Linked DNA regions of Mus musculus: all the other regions are linked to region 1. The links are chromatin contacts, called in public promoter capture Hi-C maps. All regions are on one chromosome and are shown on one strand. Each heading gives the region's core, a stretch centred on a gene start, on an enhancer-like site or on the middle of the called end of the contact. The rest is flanking DNA. Distances are from core to core; before and after follow the strand shown.

Region 1 (4,791 bases), core at 1,371-3,870:
TGTTCCTCTGACTTGTTCCATCAGAAAAGCTATAACAGTACTCAGATAGAACCTCTTCTGTATTGCTCAGCTTAGAAATTCCATGACTCCATTTATCAACCTCTGACCTCAGGGGTTTATTTACATAATATTAGGGCCAGGCCCTTCTTTCTCTCTCCCTGACATTACCTTTAATTAAGCATATATTATGATCTTCTAAAACATTTTATAAATAATTTTATTTAGTTCATTAACAGAAAGCTTCATTTTCAGCTAGTGAAATGTGAAGTCTGCTACACCATTCTCTATGACTACAATCAACAGCCTCCTTCTTTGCAAACTATATCTTCCTTTTTTTTTTTCCTTCTCCACTGTTTTAACTCAAGAAGATATCTGGGGTATTATAAGACAATATTTTTTTTAGTTAATTCCCTCCCCCCCCTTCTTTCTTGCTCCTATTTCTTTTTCAAACCAAAGAGAAGCAGTAGGTGGCATAAACAATGTACATGTAAATAGAGAACAGGAAGATAGATGAAAGAATATGTTAAGTGTGAGTTTATTTTAAAAACCTAAGCACTGTTTAAAACAAAGAAAGGAAGAAAATGAATACTTATTACTGTAAAACTATCAATAACCTAGGATGTGGCAGTGATAGCTAGCGCTGGTGGGAGGGATGGTTGGGGCACACCAGGAAGTACCTGTAGCTATGCAAGACACACTGCAACTGCCAGCCTACACAATAATCTCCCCGCATCGCTTACCTCTGTTTATGGCAGTATGCTATTCCCTTCCTGTTCGGCTTCCACTCTAGAACAAGCCGTTCCGTGACTCTCTTCCAGTTCTCTAAGCATCCTTATCCCACTGCTCTAAGGTTTACCTACTGTGTAGACATGCTTCTATTTGGCATCTTCTCCCGTCTACACCCAAACAAGTGCCACTGAAAGAAATACCATATTCTCTTCCAGGTTATTAGTCCTATCTAGCATGCTTCACACTTAGCATTCTCATGCTTGTTTGGTCAACTCACTTCCCATCTTTCCAGAAAGAACAATTACATTTTCCTACTGAACAGGACCTCTTGCAGCCTCTTGACTCTTTATTTCTCCAAGTCAGTTTTAAGTCCAGCTTCCCTTTTCCAAGTCCCCTTCTAGCTCTAGCTACTCTCCCCTATTTTAAGATCAGGTGAATACAAGAGGGATACTTTGTATTTTTACATTTAAGTTGGTATTGGACCTCTCTTTCCCTGGCTTTCTCATTCTTGCCACTATTGTTCCAATGCTCTGTCTTGCTTTAGTCTCACTACCAATTTGTTCTTCAGCAGTCATGAGCATTTTGTTGTCAAATACCATCTCAAGGCAGATGACTCTGTATGGTTTTTCTCTCACTTCCTCTTATTTCTCTGTTACTCTGAAAACAATGACCAGACTATTATATTCAGCTAACTCACCGAAGTCTAATATTCTTGTCTTTTACTCTACACAGTTCTAGTCACTTCAGCAAAAGGCATTCATGAAATGCAACTGTCTTTTCCTCTCAACATAACTCAAACACAAAAAAGCAAGACAATCGTCTATTTTATGGGTAGGGATGTGTACAGTGCTCTGACCTGCAACATTCACTTTCTACTCTTTCATTTGTCTTTAATTATTAATCTCACTAGTGTATAGCTTTTATGAGAGCAGAAGTTTATGAAGGGGGAATGTGAGGGGGAATGCAGGAATTTCCCTGGCAAGTAGCATTTCACAGGTGTTTTTAAAAAATATTTATTGAATCAACTGGATTTTTGCCAAAATGGTCCTTTTCAAGGCTGCTGTGATGTCCCCAAACAAAATTGAGCACCCCTACCTAAATAGATGCTTTCTCTCAGATCTCTTTCACCCTGCCTACTAGTTTCAAACAAACTTCTAAGTTGATCACCTGCTAGTGCATGAGATAAAGGAAACTGCAGAGAGTGCAATACTCATTACAACACTCGAGACCATCCCATTCGTGTTTCTGCAAGATTCTGTAATCCTTTCCAATTAACTTCTTCTTTCCATTTAGTGCTTCGCCTTTGGGGAAGTCTGGAAACTCAGGATGTAAAAACCCCAATTCCAAAACAAACCCAAGCGCTAGAGAAGCTAAGGAGAGTCAAGAGACACTTCGAAATGCCAATTCTTTGATGGAATCAAAACACACTGGGGGCGGCCTCGAATAGGGGTAAGTCCTTCTCAAGGAGGCCAGAACAGAGATGTAAAACGGGAGCTGTACAGAGGTCTCCGGAACCCTCGGTCAAAGGTCTTGGACAATTCCACGGTCCCGGTCCCCCGGGCCACCGTCCTCGGCGCCCTCCTCACTCAGTCCTTCCAGACTAGGAGGAGCGCTCAGGCGGAGCCACGCAACCACCCCGCAAATTATGAGGTCTCCCCTCCAGCAGGGAGGAGACCGACAGCCCACGGAGCTCCGCTCCGGCCGCCCCTCGCGGGGTCTCGAGCCTCCCCCCGAGGCGCCAGGAAGCGGGGACCCTCGTCACCACTCACCGCTCCGCCCCGCCACTCGGTCGGTTCCCGGTAGCTCTCTTCGAATCCGTCCCCGCCCTCACCAGCTTTAAGAAGAGAGAAACAAAGGTTCCCGCAACAGGTCGGAAGGGGAACGTTTCCGAGTGAGACAGCAGGAAGTGACGTAGGGCACTCCTTCCGGTCCGCCGGATTATGAATGGCGTTGGGCGGGGGACGCGCAGACACGTTGTCTCTTCCTTCTTTTTGCCCCCTTTCCCCTGCTCAGGGCCTCGCTGGGAGGCGAGTGCTCCTCCTCAGGCCGCGGCTTCCAGAAGTAGCCTCGGAGTCCCGGCTCGAGCTGGGCGGGAAGGCGCGGTGGCCCGCGTCGTCGCCCGCATGCTCCCGCGCCCTCCCTGCCTGGCCGCGCCCCTGCGACCAGGTAAAGAGGGCGCTCGGGCCGCTCGTCCCCCCGCCGCCTCCTGAGATCCGCGCTCGCCCTCAGGGGTCGGCGGGGCTGGGCTTGGAGGCCAGGGTGGGACCGGTGACGGCTCGCAGCCCTTGAGAGTCTTGCCAGCCCCACATTCACCGCAGGCTTTTGCTGTGGGTGCAGATGGACGGGCTTCGCGCCGTTCCGCTGAGTGACGCGTGGGCCCCTCGGCTGCGAGCCATCCCTCTAGTCTTTTCCCTGCGTGGGTAGAGCAACAGGGCAGCTTTGCCTGGTAGGGGGTTGTGTGGTCGTTTTGAGTTAAGTGCAGGAAAAAAGACCTCTTGGAGCACGACTTAACTTTCCCCAAAGACATAGTTTTACGTCGCAGCCCTTCCTGATTGGACGCTGTACATGCGTACTATTTTACAGTTAGGATCTGCTGCATTTGGGGACATTTGCTATCCCCACCAAAGCAGCGTTGCCCTTCCATTATTAGCACGAACAGAAAGCTTGAGTTTGCACGAGAACTGCTTTGGCTTAAATTAAAAAAGAAAAAAAAAAAAAAAAGAATACCCTAATACATACCTCTCTAACTTTGACTGGGGAATTACACCACCCCATCTCCATCCCCCGCCATACTCACCACCAAATCCTTTGTCATAAATTCCTTAAGGTCAGAAAAAATAAACGAGTGTATCTCGTACCACATTATTGCTAAAGATGGTGGCATTTGTCAAGTTTCCCTCGTGCTGTCCCACAATTTAAAAAGCAAGAACTGGAAGTGACTTTAAACATGTAAATATGGTCTTGAAATGCCATGAGAATAAACTGTTACAATACAACTGATTTGCTGTCATATTTAGTAGATCAAACTTTAAGCTATATGAGTGTTAAACTGCACTTTGAGGAGCATACACTGCCATTGACGCTGCTGAAATTGTGACTCAATCATTTTAAAGAGGCCTAACTTCAAAAAGGAGATTGAGGTTTGAACGTTGTTCTATAGTACTAATGAAAAACACCTTTAAACTAGTAAGGGGCCATGAAGGGGTGGGCTCTCAAGGAAGGGAAAATGGGATGCAGTGAGGTCCGGGGCCGGGGGAGTGGAAAGAATACTATGTATTTCCCCATTTCAAACAAAACTAAAAGCTTTGTGGTTATGGACTTAAGGAGTTTTGTTTTAAACCTCTTATGTTTTCTAGCTTTTGTTTCAACAGCACATGGTTTTAAATAAGCACAAACAATAATCCATTTGGCCTTATTAATAGCAGTAATTTAGTAGCCATAAAAACATTTGGGACTTACCCTGGTGTCCATCAGTATTTTAGACTGTTGCCTGGTATGTGTTGTTTTTATCCTTGAATGCAAAGTGACTTACTGGTTTCTTCTATGAACATTTCTTGGGAGGCAGGAGTTAAAAGCTTTGTAATCATAAAATAAGTATTGCTTGCTGAGGTAACTCAGTATTTTTTTCAGGCTTGATGGTATTTTCAGCATTTACATTTTATGCTGTCCTTCCCTGTTAACTGCACGTATTATGACTTAATAACAACAGACAGTTCTTTGAATCTCCAGAGAGATTATATATTCTTCTATAACTAAGATTTCAGTAAGCATTTCCACTTCCAAACTTTTCTTACTTAATAAAAATTTCTTGCCCTGGGATCCAAATAGCTAATTTTAATCATGGGTTAACTGCCCCTGAATTATAATCCTACATTACATAGTATGAACTCTAAAAGCTGTATTTCTTTCTTGGACTTTTAACTAGAGGTAACTGACTATTATTTATTTATGAAGAAGCACTTTTAAAAATCTGTATGGTAATAAAGTGGGGTCTGTAACCAAATAATGCTGCTTTGTTTAATGTCTAAACCATGAGCTAAGTTGTACATTCAAAATATTGAA
Region 2 (4,791 bases), core at 1,688-4,187, 9.6 Mb after region 1:
AGGCCCGTACCACCGTGCCCACTGTATGCCTTGCTGGGGTTACAGGCCCGTGCCACCGTGCCCACTGTATGCCTTGCTGGGGTTACAGGCCCGTACCACCGTGCCCACTGTATGCCTTGCTGGGGTTACAGGCCCGTGCCACCGTGCCCACTGTATGCCTTGCTGGGCGCTGGTCCCAGGGCTTCGTGCTGCTAGGTAAGCACTCAGAAATGAAGTAACATCTCAAACCCTAAAAACAAATCTTTTTTCCGTTTCAGAAATACGTACTGTGCTCTTCAAAGCACTTTGCCATGACCACAAGTGCTCACTGGAGTCTTCCCTCCAAGCACTTCCCCAGGAGAAAATGCAAACATCAAAATCACTTGTACGGATGAAGGTTTTCATAACAACACTTGACCAAAACGCTGAAAGCTGAAAAGAACTTCCACAGATGATAAGAGATGTGGTGAGGGGAGAGCAACAAGGACAGAAAAGAACACAAACAGAAGGACATGCCAAAGGCAGGTTTTAAAAGTTCCATTTCAGACAAAACAAGTTTGGCCAAAAGACAGGAATATACAAGGACATAAACTATCACTATTCCATTCCAGCTACCTAGCCCAATGGTTAACGTCTGGTTCATTAAAAATGTTCAGTAAGACATGATGTGCTGCCAAAACTTATGTTGAAATCGTAGCCCCTACTCTCTGAACATGGTAGTATTTGGAATGAGGTTACTAGACCGTGCTGTTGGTGGCCTACAAGAACGTGGTTGAGGGCCGCAGGTCTGCCTGGATGGTCATCTCGAGCATTGAGAAGAAGACCGACACCTCCAACAAGAAGTTGCAGCTGACCAAGGACTGTCAGGAGAAAGTGGAGTTGGAACTGAGGTCCATCTGCATCACGGTTCTGGAATTGTTGGGTAAGTATTTAATAGCCAATGCAATTAATCCAGAGAGTAAGGTCTTCTATCTGAAAATGAATGGAGATTATTTCCAGGATCTTGCTGAAGTAGCTTGTGGCGATGATGGAAAACAAATGATAGAAAATTCCCAAAGAGCCTACCAAGAGGCATTTGATATAAGCAAGAAAGAGATGCAACCTACACATCCAATCCGCCTGGGGCTGGCTCTTAACCTTCCTGTATTTTACTCTGTGATCCTTAATAATCCAGAGCTTGCCTACACACTGGCTAAAACGGCTTTTGATGAGGCTATCACAGAGCTTGGTACACTGAACAAAGACTCCTACAAAGACAGCACCCTTATCATGCAGTTGCTTAGAGACAACTTAACATTATGGACATCAGACAGTGCAGAAGAATGTGATGCAGCAGAGGGGGCCGAAAACTAAAGGCATCCAGGGCACCAACCCCCTTCCCCTCAAGAAGACCTTTTTACATCTCCATTCCTTATTCCACTTGGATTTCCTCTAGCAAGAAAGCCCATTCGTGTGTATGGGATCAACTGTTTATATAGTCTTTTCACACTGCAGCTTTGGGGAAACTCCATCCCTTGGTTTGTGTTGTCTCCTCCTTCCTGGTGTGCAGTTACTGCTGTAGAAAAGTATCAATAGCTTCATTTCATGTAAACACGAGTAACTTCCAGACACGTGAGTAGAGGACTGACAGCACACTTGGTATTTAAGTAATCTGAACCGGTTCTACAAGCGACTGTGTTTTGTATTACTGCGAAGATATGGAAAATGTAGTGCATTGCAATTTAAAGTAATGTTAGTACTTTTCCATGCAAATTTGTGTACATGTGAGAGGGTATCCATTTGGTTCAGTGATTGTTCTTTAGAGAGTTGTTTGCTAATCATTGACTGTAGTCCCCAAAAAAGCCTTATGAAAATGTTATGCCCTGTGTAACAGCAGAGTAACATAAAAACAAAACTACATTTTGTAAAATAAAAAACCTGACAGGTGCAGACAGGCACAAAAGAAAAACCCACGGAAAGATGCAGGCTACCATCTACTGGCCAGAGAAGGAAGGCCCTTAATCTCGGACTTCTCAGCTCAGGACTAATACAGACCATTCTTAAGGACACCCTCAGAAGACCATCCAGAATGTAAATGAAATGTTTGGGCAACGCGCCGCGGTTACTTGAGCCTTATGATGAACTAGTTCTTTCAATTCAGTAGTGATTATTTTAAGTAAAATGAGATAGTGGGTGAGCGAGCTGAGGTTCACGAACCCCTCTAGGTCCTTCAAATGCGAGTATTGTCTCCAATGAATTCGTTCCTACTGACTCCTGCACGGTGTTGCCCTAACCGCACCCTTCCCAGCCTGTAATGATCACAGCTTTCTAACTAACATTCTCCATGACGACAACTGTCATCTCCATACTCCATCACTAAAGGCCCTCTATTCTGTCTCATAGCGGGCTGCACGCGGGAGTGAGATATGCCTTCCTCCCGGAAAAGCCGAGGGCCGGGCGGGTCTGCTCGCACTGCCCAGGCTTCCCGTTCTCCCGGTTCGAGAAACCTTCCGGCGCGCTGTGTCGGGCAAAAGTGAGATCAGATCAAAAGGGCAAGCGGAAGGGCGCAAGCGGAACCATCAACCCCGATGGGGGCAGAGGAGCCGCCAACAGCTCTCGGGGACAAAGGGCCGGCGCCATAGGAAGTGATGCCGGGGGAGGCGGCAACGAAGGGACCTTAGACTTTGGGTCCCAGAGAAGAACGCAGCCAAGAAGAGAAAACGCGCGCACCGCCAGAGCTTCAGCCACGAGACTTCTGACACCGCGAGAACTGTGGTTTCAGCTCGGCTTTTCCCCGCCCACCTCCACAGCCCGCCCATTCCTGTGACGCACGCATCGAATCCGGGCCGCCTGTACACCAATCAAAGTGACGAGGCGCGGGAGAGCTCGGAATGGGCGGGAAAGCCCCGCCCCTCGCGCGCAGGCTCTTGGGAGAGCGTCACCCGGGCTATAAAAGCGTGCGCGCACCGTTCAGAAGTCTCTTTGGCTGCGATCCGCCTACGAGTATGTAGTTGTATGGTGGGGATGATATCTTGGGCCTTATTTGTGAGTGGCCGAGATGCGGGAGACACAAGGTGGCTATGGTGCTGGCCGAAAGCCATCAACTCTGCAAGAGCGCCGTGAAGGTTAGCGCGACGACCACCATGTAAAGCCGATACGGTGTTGGGCGGCGTGACGCAAGTTCGCCACCGCTGGGTCGGATGGTGAGTGACACCTCTGGGGTTACACTAGATTTTTGGGCTGTGAAACTCCATGTATCTTTGGGACCTGCCGCCTGTGGCAGTCTCCCTTCCTAGCCATGGAAGAGCATGTTCTTGTTATTGGCAAAGCTGTCACCATTTCATTGGTACCAGATTCTGACTTGAGCAAGTGACATTCTAAGATTGTAAGAGTCTACACGACGCTAGAAAAATGGACTTCAGTTTTCTAAACTAGTATTGAAATATTTCTAGGAAACGCCGGGACCCGTTGCTGTTGAACAGTGGAGGAAGTGTTAAGGTAAGATTCATTTTTGTGGTGTTTTCGCGGTTCTGGGTAGTGAGTGGGCCTTTACTGTTAGGGTGAAGTTTGCTCTTGTGCTGACATTAACATAAGTAAACAGCCCGTAGTATAGTCACGGATATTCTGTAATGGGCCTTTTTTTTTTTCTTGCAGGTACTGTAGTGGTTGAGATCGTCTCTGGTCAACTTACAGGGAATCTTCGCTTTTAATTTTTGAAAATTGAATATTTTATATTAAATAAAAGATGTTTGGTGTGTAATAAGACTGTGTCCTGTTTCTGGAGGTTGTGTGAATTAAGAGTTAACGATACAGGAGACATTTGCGCAGGAAATAACTGGGTTAACTAGGCTTCCAAAGAAGATAGGTTTGATTGTTACAAAGGTGCAAGATAAATGTTGGCTTGGAACATGAGTGATTAATAAGCCACAGACGGTTGCCCTTAATGAAAAGTATCTTTTGCTTGCTGCTCTCCAAGCCTTCTAGTGTGTGCCATTCAACTTCAAATCTCCAGAAGCCAAGTATGTAACACCAGCTAGGGGGTGTGTTGTGACAGGTGCTGAGGGGATACTTGTGACCTTAGAGGCTTTTGTGTCTGGGATTTGAGGTACTGAGACTCACACTCAAGAGTATGATAGGCCTTATTTAGGGAAGCTTAGGAACCAGGGGGTGATTCCTCTGCACAGAGATTATTGGGATCCAAATTCCCACCAGATGTCTCTGGGCCTTCATTCCTATTTAAAAAGGGCTGCTGTAAGGTCATGGTTCCACAAGTGGTCAGTAATTTGTATGGCCTCTTAACTGCTTGCCATTTCATGTGTTAGGCTTTCTGGTACATAAGGAGAGCCTCTTTAAAACATTTGTCAGGTTAGTCTCAGGAGATCTGAACTTACTTGAAGGTACCAGTAGATGGCGTACTTTTTCATGGTTCAAAAGGCAGAATTCAAGTTTGACATCTGCCTACTGTTCTAGAGAAATGATTTTGATAGTGAAGATTTGAACTTAAGAAAATGATGTGCTGGTCTTAGTGTAGGTAAGATCAAAAAGGTTAAATGTGGGCACCTAATCAAGGTTCCTAGCCCAAATTTTGTAGATTTAAAAATTAAAACTAAGATTTGCTAGAATTTCACCTTACATAAAAATTGTAATAGGCAAGGATAAGACCTGTACCCCTGAACTACTGGGTTCTCTCAAATTCAAAGGAATCGCAGGCTTGTCATTTCTGGCATGGTGCCAAGTATGAAGACTGAATGGTTACTGTTTTACTATTTTCTTGAGCTTTCCATAAGTTACAGACTGGTGACACTTTTTATCCAAGGTACAAAGGCGGGGACT
Region 3 (4,791 bases), core at 1,130-3,629, 5.4 Mb before region 1:
TGTGGCAGGAAGACTTCCAATGCTTTCTCCTTGACACCGCCCTTTGGGGTTTCTCCCACAATGCCTTAGCTGGACATTACCTTAATCCGAACTTCATGAGCCTTTGGAGGGGCCACTTCTATCTCCTCTATGGAGAGAGGCTTTCCCGCCTCCCAGGCGACTGCAGCCTTACACCTGATCACCTGAGGTGGGGGAAAAGAAGTAAAGTTTATTCTCCTAGATTAGTAATTACTTCACGGGCAACCAAGATAATGATGCTGCTCATGTTAGTGTGCCAGGCTGTGGAGAGGGTCCAGGGCGTACAGCTCCTGCCCGTGCAGGCCTGAGGCCCAGAGTTCAGCTCCCCAGCATAACACCTGGAGGCAGATCAAGCTGGCTGGATCGAGTAACTGGCCTGGAGAGCTCTGGGTTCAAGTGAAAGACCCTGATTCAATGTATGGTGGAGCAATTGAAGACCTGATGTCAGCCTGAGACCTTGACATACCCACCTGTGAACACGCATAAACATAAACACACACACACACACACACACACACACACACACACACGCTACAAACTCAGACACACGCAAAGCTAAATAAATAAAACTAAATTGAACAGCATATTCACAGAAAAGCTTATAACCTCTAAGTGAGATGGAGAATTGTTTTTAGGTCTCACATAAATCACACAGTGAATAACATAAAATTAAAGGGCCAGATACAGTGAGGCAAACCTTTAGTCCCAGCGCTCAGAGGCAGAGGCAAGTGGCTCTCAGTGAGCTCGAGGCCAGCTAGATCTACACTTCAAGTTCCAGGACCGACAGGGCTACATGGAGAGATTCCATCTCAAACCTTCCACCCTAAACCACCATCAACCAGGACAACAAATATGTGCATATATATTATTTATATTTAAATTGTGTATACATATATATAAAATCAAAGGGCTGAAGAGATGGCTCAGTGGTTAAGAGCACCCACCTACTGCTCTTGCAGAAAACTCCAGGTTCAGTCCTATGCATCTACACTCTCACAGCTACCTGTAATTCTAGTTCCAGAGGATCTGTGCCACCCCCTGGCTTCCACAGGCTCCTGCATGCATATACACACACACAGGCACACACACACACATCTTAAAGGAGGGTGGGAGGTGGGGAAGAGATGGAGGAGGAGGAGGAAAAGGAAGAAGAAGAGGAGGAAAGAAAGAAAAGGAAAGAAGACTATGGAATACATGTCCCAAGCTGGGGTGTAGCTCAATGGTAGAGCATGTGCCTTGAATGCACAAGGCCTTGGATTTGAGTCCTAGCACAACAATGGACAAGCCAAGCAAAATCCCACCCAGAGTCTTTCACTAGGTTTGGCAAGTAATTCAAGGTTAGTATTCAAGCTTAGTATTATGCGACCTAATTATCTTTTCCTTGGGATGGCTTATATAGCATCACTTTAGTGCAATACTTCCCAGTGGAAAGGATCCTAAGAAATATCCAAATGGGGGTAAAAATACTATAACCATCTCTTATAACTGTGCTAACTAATGCATTAGCCATTTGCCACAGGTGGCTATTGAACACTATAGATAAAGGACAAGTGTGAACTGAAATCAGGTATGATGTAAAAATTTGAAAGCTTAGAAGAGTGAAGAATATCTCAATTTAAAAATACTTATAACGTGGAAATAATATTGCGAGTATCAGGTTGGGTAAACATACCATTAGAATTAATTTTATGTGGCTCTGTAAAGTTTACAATTCCATATGAAATTTATATCGCGCATCTAAAGCAATGAGCTACTAGAGCGATTACACTCAGTACAGACCTTCTTAACCACGGAACCAAACCTAGTGAGAAATGCTGGGTTTTGATCAGTTCACTTGACGCTTATGAAATGTGTTGACAGAATAAAGGTTGCAAGCCACTCACTGGGTTTACTGGAGATGGACTTGAAAGTCAAATAACGTGATTTGAAAAAAACAGGTACACCGTGCTGCACGTAGAAAGCCAAGGTCGAAGGAAGGGCCTAACTTTGCTTGGGAGTTTTGAGCACGGCCCGCGCTCCAAATCTGATCCTGCAACCCGGGCGCGACCCGGGCAAGTTCTTCCGTCCCGCGTGACGGGCGCGGGCCTCAGCCCACCGGGCTCCGGCGGAGCAGAGCAGAAAGCAGAGCTGCTCTCCAAGCGCGGCGCCGAAACAAAGCCTCCATGCCCTCGCTGCGGCTGCGCTCGCCTTCCCCGGCGGGCGGCAGCGGGCCACCCGGGCGTTCCCCTCCTCTGCTCCGGCCCACCGCGCGCCTCCATACCTGGTTCGCCATGGCCGCTAGTTCGGGATCGAGCGCTAAGGTTCACGAGTGTAGCGGAACCCGGGTGAGGGCTGGACCGTGCGTGAGGGGAGGGGCTGTGCGCGGGAGGCGGGCCTTCGATGTAGGCGGGGCGTACGTGAGGGCGGGAGGAGGTGGCTGTGCGTAGGGCGGGACTCGGCTGGGAGGCGGGCCTAATACCGGAAGGGCGGGGCCCGCGTTTCGGAGCCTGAGTTTCGGCTACTGCGCTCCGTTGCTGGGGAGGCAGTAGTTTTGGGGCCGTGAAGCGCTTTATTCCAGGCTGGCTCAACTGAGCCCCTGCAAAGCATCTCTGTGGTATTTCCTTGTCTAATTTTCGTGCAGTCTTTGTACGTTAGACGTGAGAGAAATATAGCGTGTGGTAACACGTGTGGGAAAGCACGTGTAGAACAAGCCACGCCTTCCGTGTGTCCCTGTCCGCGGTCCCCCCGCCCCCCTCTTCCCGGGCTTGCACGCGCTAGCTAGCGAGCTACTGATTTGCGGGTTGCATGCGCTAGCGAGCTAATGCAGCCCCTTGTTTTGCGGGTCTGGGTCCAGGACGAGTCAACACTGCGGCCCTCAAGGGCTTTGAAGGAACACTAGAGGGAGAGGTGCCCATCCTAGCAACAGCCCGACCTCGGATTTCAGCAGGTTACGACCAGGTCCTGGGATTTCAGGGACCATCGGACACGGAGAGAAGTTTTCAGGAAGGGAACCGAGGGAGCAGAGTGGGCCCCTTTTAAGAGTGGACCAACTATGTGGAGACAGAGGCTGCTGTATTTGCTGATGTAATCCCAAATGCTGCTTGTGTTGAAATGTACCCACTAAAACACCGCATTTTGTCTTTTTCATGGCTCATTTCCTGATTACACACTTTAAGGGTTGACATTCTCCACGGTACTGTTCAAAGCCCTTCTCTCACTTCACACTAACTCACACCCTGGCTTTTAACGTATATAATTAATAGGATGATCACCATAGTCTGTCTCCAGTCAGGGTAGTGTTCCTAAACTCCAGGCTTGAAGTACCAAGCCAGTGTGTATTAGGGTATCTCAGTGCTTAAAACCCAACTTACTTAAAACTAATCTTGTATTCGTGCCTCCTAATCCTTTTAAATGATTCCAGTGTCTGGTGATTAAAATATTCAAATATACAAGCCATTTCCAGTCAAACCACCACATGTGGATATTATAAGTTATACTCCTGTAAGAAGTTGAACAAGTTGAGGAATTCATAATTCTTACAGAAGTGAAGTCACGCAGGGAGAGCTGCTGCCCCCCGAAACAGAAACAGGAATACAGAGAATCACAATCCATCAGACTAGAAATTCATCATTGCAAGAAGCAGTACTAGGGCCAGAAACTGAAGAGTGATTGACCTATTGCTGTAGGCACTTTGTAGTTTAGTCTGACTTTTGTAAACGACGGAGGATGCAGTCATGTGGAGTGGAGTATTCTCATACTTTGAGAAGTTTATTTTCACGATTTTTCAGGGAAGGAGGGAGAAAAATTTTCCTACTGTTTCCTTTAGAGCAGTGTTTGTCACGTGTGGGTCATGACCCTTCTGGGGGTCGAATGATCCTTTCATAGGGATCACGTATCAGGTATCCTGAACATGAGATATTTTCATTACGATTCATAACAACCAGATGATAGTTATGAAGTAGCAATGAGATAATTATGGTTGGGGTCACCACAATATGAGGAGCTGTATAAAGGGTTGTAGCATTAGGGAGGCTGGGACCACTGCTCTAGAGGTAGTATCAATGTAAACATGTGTGTTCTTAAGGAGGCTTGCCCTCAAAAATGACTTGACCAGGGCTTAACTCAGCATGAGTTTTCCCTGTGCTCATCCAGTCAGGGAGAAGGGAGATGGGCATCTTCAGTCCTCTCTAGTTCTAGAATCCTATTCCTTGTAAGGGGCTGAGAATTCAAAACCAAACCAAACCAAACCAAACCAAACCAAACCAAACCAAACCAAACCAAACAAAACAAAACAAAAACCCAACCAACTAACCAACCAAAAAAAACACCTGAGGCCGGCCGTGGTGGTGCATGCCTTTAATCCCAGCACTCAGGAGGCAGAGCCAGGTGGATTTCTGAGTTCGAGGCCAGCCTGGTCTACAGAGTGAGTTCCAGGACAGCCAGGGCTACACAGAGAAACCCTGTATGGAAAAACCAAAAAAAACAAAACAAAACAAAACAAAAAAACCCAAAAAACAAAAAACAAAAAAAACCCCCTGAGAATAACTAAAGTTTATAAGCTCACCTAAAGACTCAGATAAAATAAAAAATTAAAAACTGTAGAACATTTTCCCCTTTTACTCAGTAAATTATATCTGTCTTTTAATAAAAAAAATTGCAAGGCACAGAGCAAGGCAAACCATAGTTTGAATGAGCATGGCAAGCATCAAAACCAGACCCAGAAGGTGACAGCTGTGCTGGAATGATCAGACCGTGCGTTTTAGTTTTTCCTTTGTTGAAAACAGACTTTTCATA
Region 4 (4,791 bases), core at 664-3,163, 5.1 Mb before region 1:
CTCAGTTGACTTATTCCAAACCGAGAGGATAACTTGAGTAGATATGGGATTTCATAGAATTCTAAAAGAAAACGAAGAGAGTAATTTCAAAGTTACTAACTCCTCTGGTCTCTAGTACTAAATTCCTATGAAACAAAGCAATATTTATCCGTGGCAATACTTTTCAGTAGTTTCTCTATGTTCAAAATTTTGAAGTGTTGAGCTGCCTTAACTGTGAGAATTACAAAAGCCGTGTTTTACAGCTCTCTGACACCAGGGGGAGCCTTTGTCTTTCACATCTAAAATGTCTCCAGTTAAATTTAACTTGACCTATCACAGAATAGTAACATCTTTGAGCAGCCTATCGTGAGCTTGTCCTAACATTAATGTGTTTTATCAATTCTTGAAACACTGTACTGGGTGTTTCCTAAGCTTTGATTAAATAAGCCAGACTACTGAACAACACATGAAATATGTTTCATTTTATAAAATACATGAATGCAGATAAAATACTAGCTGGCTGTCTTGTTTTGTCTAGACTTCACCAAGATAGCTTCCGCTCCGACTGTCTACTAAGTAATAGAGTAAGAATTTGATGCATTATGTAAAACACGGCACTTTTGAACACACGGCTTTAGTTTGGGTCACGAGGTGAATCTCTATGGCAGCGAGTCTGAGGCTTCTCCCAGACCAGCAGTGATGCTTAAAGCACATTTTAATCCACTAATCCAAGTCTAACAAGTATTTAAGAACATTTTACAGAAAGATAAAACAACTCTGAGACTTTACTTTAGCATATCTTAAAAAGAAAAAACCTGGATGGTTAATTCTTGGATATAAGTTATCAGACAGGATTACAAAACTCAAAACTGAGTAATACTGACAAAGACTATCTGGTGTGGGGAAGAGCATACGTCACTTAATGCCAAAGACAAAAACCCGGCTGTTATCAAATCGACTAAAACGGCCCTCGTAGTCTTTAAGCTTTCTTTTCGGTAACTCTAAAATCAATACATGCCTACTTCAGGGTATTTTTATGTTATTTTATTTTTTTTTATTTTTAAACGCGTTGGTCTGTACCGCAGTAGCAATAGCCCTTTGTTCAGTTGTCAAAGTCCCTTTGGCTTGAGTTCTGGCTTGGGAGGGAATCTCAGGAGAGCTTTTTTTTTTTTTTTTTTTTAAATGAGTAATTTTACATCTCCGGACACGCAACCACATTTTAAACACAAAATATTTCAGTGGCAACCGGTAACGCGTCCATCTTAACCTCATCCTCAGCTGACCACGAGGCCGAGCCGCCTGGGCAGCAACTGCCCCTCGGCGCCCTTACATGCGACGGCCTGACCCAGGGAAGGAAAAAGAGGAAAAGAAGGGAAAACGGCTCGCCTGCCCTCTAGGCGCAACGCAGCGTTGCGACAAGCTACCCTGAGACTCCACATGGCTCCTTTCTGCCACACTTCCGGTAGGGACTCTCCTAAACAACAGAAACCCGGAGCGCACACCGCGGCGACAACCGGGCGCGCGCACGCCCCGAGCGGGGCCCTGCGCCCGCGAACGAACCGCAGCTGACCAATCACGACTCTGGAAGACGGCACGTGAGTGGCGAGGGGCGTGGAAAACGCACACCTGACGCCACTTCCTCCGCAAACCGGCAACTACTTCCCAGGCCCTCACCCTCTACTCCGGAAGCCTTGGTTGCAGCGGAGGCTAGGGTAGCTCACGCTCCTTTGGCATCCGAAAGGATACCAACGGGCAGGGGCACGACAGCCGCAGTGCCATATTTACCGTGCCGCGGGGCCGGTGGGGAACGCCGGGGTGCGGTTAGAAAGCCTTTCTGAAGTGTTCTCGGCTCCACGCGGTCGTCCTCCTTCAGAAACTTCAACTCCCAGAGGCAGAGGCGGTGGTTGCGCGCCCGGTTACGGCACTTACGGCTTACGTCATCGGACTGCGCTAACTCCAAACCGGAGAAAGAGGAGGAGCCTGTAGGGGGCGGGGTCTGGGCCTGGGTTTTGCGGGAATGGTTAGTGGCTACCGCGAGGCGTTTTTCCCGGTCAAGCGTTGCATTTCTACCCACAGGCCTGTGTAAGCTCGGGTCTCGAGGCGAAGATCGCCCCACTGAAAGAAATTGAAATGCGAAACAGACGAAATGCTCTTATTTTTTTCTGCGTTGAGAGGATGATCTAGTATTGCCCAACGTACTTCTAATTTATGTAAGAAAGTTACCAATGGTCTTTCATAAGTGAAAAAATTGTAAACTGAAATTTTTAATAGAAATTCATCGAACTTAGGAATTTTAAAGTTTTCTTTTTATGTCCTTAGTAAAACATAATACTTTACAGTCCATCCTTTGAGGTTTTGTTTATGCTGTTTTGCAAAACACTAGTGATATTTCATCGTTTGTAAATACTTGACCTTATATAATCTTTTTGCTAAATATAGACCAAGTCAACCGAGGGAAAAAGAAAAACCAAACAGTTGGGTAGGTTGGTCTTTTTGTAGTTGTTTTGTTTTAATTTGGCTTTTCTGATGGATGAATCTGTAGAATTTGCAGATAAAAAACTATTTTTCAAATAAAGACCCATCATTAGATTTTTCTTGTTGCTTGACCTTTTGAACTTGTTACAGGCTCTTAAATGAACTGAATCGTCTCTGAATTTAGTGTGTGGGGGAGATCTTTTTTAAACTCTGTTTTTATTTGGAAAAAGATGTGGATCACATGCTCTGTGTTGTGGATCTCTCAAATCTTAGAGATTTCTGTTAACTGAACATTGGCAGTAAAATGTGAATCCACTTATGAGCTGTTAGTAGGGCATCTTTTTTCGGCTGCCTCCGTATCAGGGCAGAGAGTAGCTGAGGGAGGGTTAGTAACTGGATATGGAGCCCTTCACATGTAGGTCATTAAATTCAGGCTGGCAGAGTGGTGTGCCAGATCTTTCAGCAGCTGTTCTGTTGCCCTTATGGGATCTGTCTTTAAAATAACGGTACAGTTTTAGAGGTAATGCCTAGCATCCTTGATATCTAAAAGAGTTTTTAAGTTAGGAGAAAAATCCTCATTTTTATGATGTGACCAAATTTGACTTGGTTATTTGATCTCATGGTTGCAGAATCAATCCAAAGTATGAAAAAAAAAAAAAAAAAAAGGTACGAGTAAAAACTGCAGTTTAGCCAAAGAAGCATATAAAAGTTTAAGATAAAGTCCTGTGATGTAAGGAAGTCATTGATTTATAAAACTCAGGCTTGTTTAACACAGTTGACAGTTCATTGTCTTTGGCTTAGGATTTTGTACAGCAATGACTAAATGATTGTCTCCATCAAAGAAGTAGAGGATCCAGAAGTGAATACATACTTAAGATGCCTGTAGATAGAAAGGAAGACATGAATGTTTCTTGAGCACATAGTGTCGGAGATTTTGTAATTTTGCTCCATCTTGGAAAGTAAACATTTTTTTAAATGAAGAATTTCAAAGCTGGGGGCAGTGAAAGCAAAGAGCCAAACGTGAAGGTTTTACACATTGATGAGCAGTGGTGGAGTAAGGAAGAAGGGCTCTACCCAGCTTTCTAATGTGAACAGTGGTAGAAATATAATTCTATTAATTGGGTAATTTAGAGAATACTAGAAGAAAACTGGATTTTAAGCAAACATAGCAAGCTTGGATTTGAATATCTGCGGAGTCTGGGGAGTCTGCCTAAGTATGGATGGGCTTAGGAGTCGCTGTGCTGCGAAATGAGTTAGACACAGGTTTGGGTTTAGGGGATAAAGCAGCAGTTATCAGGAAGAAGAGTGAAGTAACGTGTAAGATAAACACACGAGAGAGTAAATGTGTAACCTACGAACCGTATATTATTTTCATACTAATGAAGTAGGTTTTAGATGATTTCATCACAAAGGAAACAGTAGTTGGCTGTCTGTGAGCGATGTGACATGTTAAGTGGCTTCACTATAGTGGGCTTTCTCCTGGTCATGTGTAGCTCACAGTGTCATGTCCTATGCCTTAAATGTATGCAGTAACATTTATAGAAAAATTAAGGTTTATGCAATTTAATCACGAATAAACATTGGACATCCTACACAAATCATATCTGTGTGCCAATTTCATAGAGCTGGCAGCCAGCTCTTTGACTGCAGACTGTACAGTAGGAAGAGGGCTACTGGCAGATCAGAGTTCTAGGACACAGCACATGGTTGTAAGTGCGATTGTGAACATTGCACAGACACTCGAAGTTCCAAGTCAATCTGGTTGATTGTTTTTTTTTTTTAATTAGGTATTGTCCTCGTTTACATTTCCAATGCTATCCCAAAAGTCCCCCATACCCACCCACCCCCAATCCCCTACCCACCCACTCCCCCTTTTTGGCCCTGGCATTCCCCTGTACTGGGGCATATAGTTTGCAAGTCCAAAGGGCCTCTCTTTCCAGTGATGGCCGACTAGGCCATCTTTTGATACATATGCAGCTAGAGACAAGAGCTCCAGGGTACTGGTTAGTTCATATTGTTGTTCCACCTATAGGGTTGCAGTTCCCTTTAGCTCCTTGGGTACTTTCTCTAGCTCCTCCATTGGGGGCCATGTGACCCATCCAATAGCTGACTGTGAGCATCCACTTCTGTGTTTGCTAGGCCCTGGCATAGTCTCACAAGAGACAGCTATATCTGGGTCCTTACAGCAAAATCTTGCTAGTGTATGCAATGGTGTCAGCATTTGGAAGCTGATTATGGGATGGATCCCTGGATATGGCAATTACTAGATGGTCCATCCTTTCGTCACAGCTCCAAACTTTGTCTAGTAACTCCTTCCATGGGTGTTTTGTTCCCATT

What was found. Promoter capture Hi-C pulls out the DNA fragments that hold promoters and counts their contacts.
Region 2: a promoter capture Hi-C map of pre-B cells shows a contact between it and region 1, with 4 times the contacts expected there. The contact joins the promoter of Snhg8 here to the promoter of Ints12 in region 1. A contact is called at or near these places in 2 of 39 promoter capture datasets (cranial neural crest and pre-B cells) and 1 of 484 Hi-C or Micro-C datasets (pre-B cells).
Region 3: a contact with region 1 is called in a promoter capture Hi-C map of pre-B cells. The contact joins the promoter of Adh5 here to the promoter of Ints12 in region 1. A contact is called at or near these places in 1 of 39 promoter capture datasets (pre-B cells) and 2 of 484 Hi-C or Micro-C datasets (CD4 T cells and pre-B cells).
Region 4: a contact with region 1 is called in a promoter capture Hi-C map of pre-B cells, with 2.8 times the contacts expected there. The contact joins the promoter of Trmt10a here to the promoter of Ints12 in region 1. A contact is called at or near these places in 2 of 39 promoter capture datasets (cranial neural crest and pre-B cells) and 2 of 484 Hi-C or Micro-C datasets (CD4 T cells and pre-B cells).

What each region holds. Positions count from the first base shown.
Region 1 is chr3:133,089,684-133,094,474 of GRCm38.p6, reverse strand. It overlaps Ints12 (integrator complex subunit 12), which reads right to left and starts at 2,620. Exons shown (of 7, transcript NM_027927.4): 1 at 2,499-2,620. It overlaps Gstcd (glutathione S-transferase, C-terminal domain containing), which reads left to right and starts at 2,650. Exons shown (of 12, transcript NM_026231.3): 1 at 2,650-2,895.
Region 2 is chr3:123,506,482-123,511,272 of GRCm38.p6, reverse strand. Snhg8 (small nucleolar RNA host gene 8) reads left to right here and starts at 2,937. Exons shown (of 1, transcript NR_028574.1): 1 at 2,937-3,721. Snora24 (small nucleolar RNA, H/ACA box 24) reads left to right here and starts at 3,207; the gene lies at 3,207-3,336. Prss12 (protease, serine 12 neurotrypsin (motopsin)) reads right to left here. Exons shown (of 11, transcript NM_008939.2): 11 at 4,671-4,791. The coding sequence ends at 4,746. It also overlaps the pseudogene Gm9369.
Region 3 is chr3:138,440,681-138,445,471 of GRCm38.p6, reverse strand. It overlaps Adh5 (alcohol dehydrogenase 5 (class III), chi polypeptide), which reads right to left and starts at 2,379. Exons shown (of 9, transcript NM_007410.3): 1 at 2,279-2,379; 2 at 81-182. The coding sequence starts at 2,290.
Region 4 is chr3:138,140,570-138,145,360 of GRCm38.p6, reverse strand. Trmt10a (tRNA methyltransferase 10A) reads right to left here and starts at 1,913. Exons shown (of 8, transcript NM_175389.5): 1 at 1,765-1,913. It also overlaps a transcript of Mttp not described here.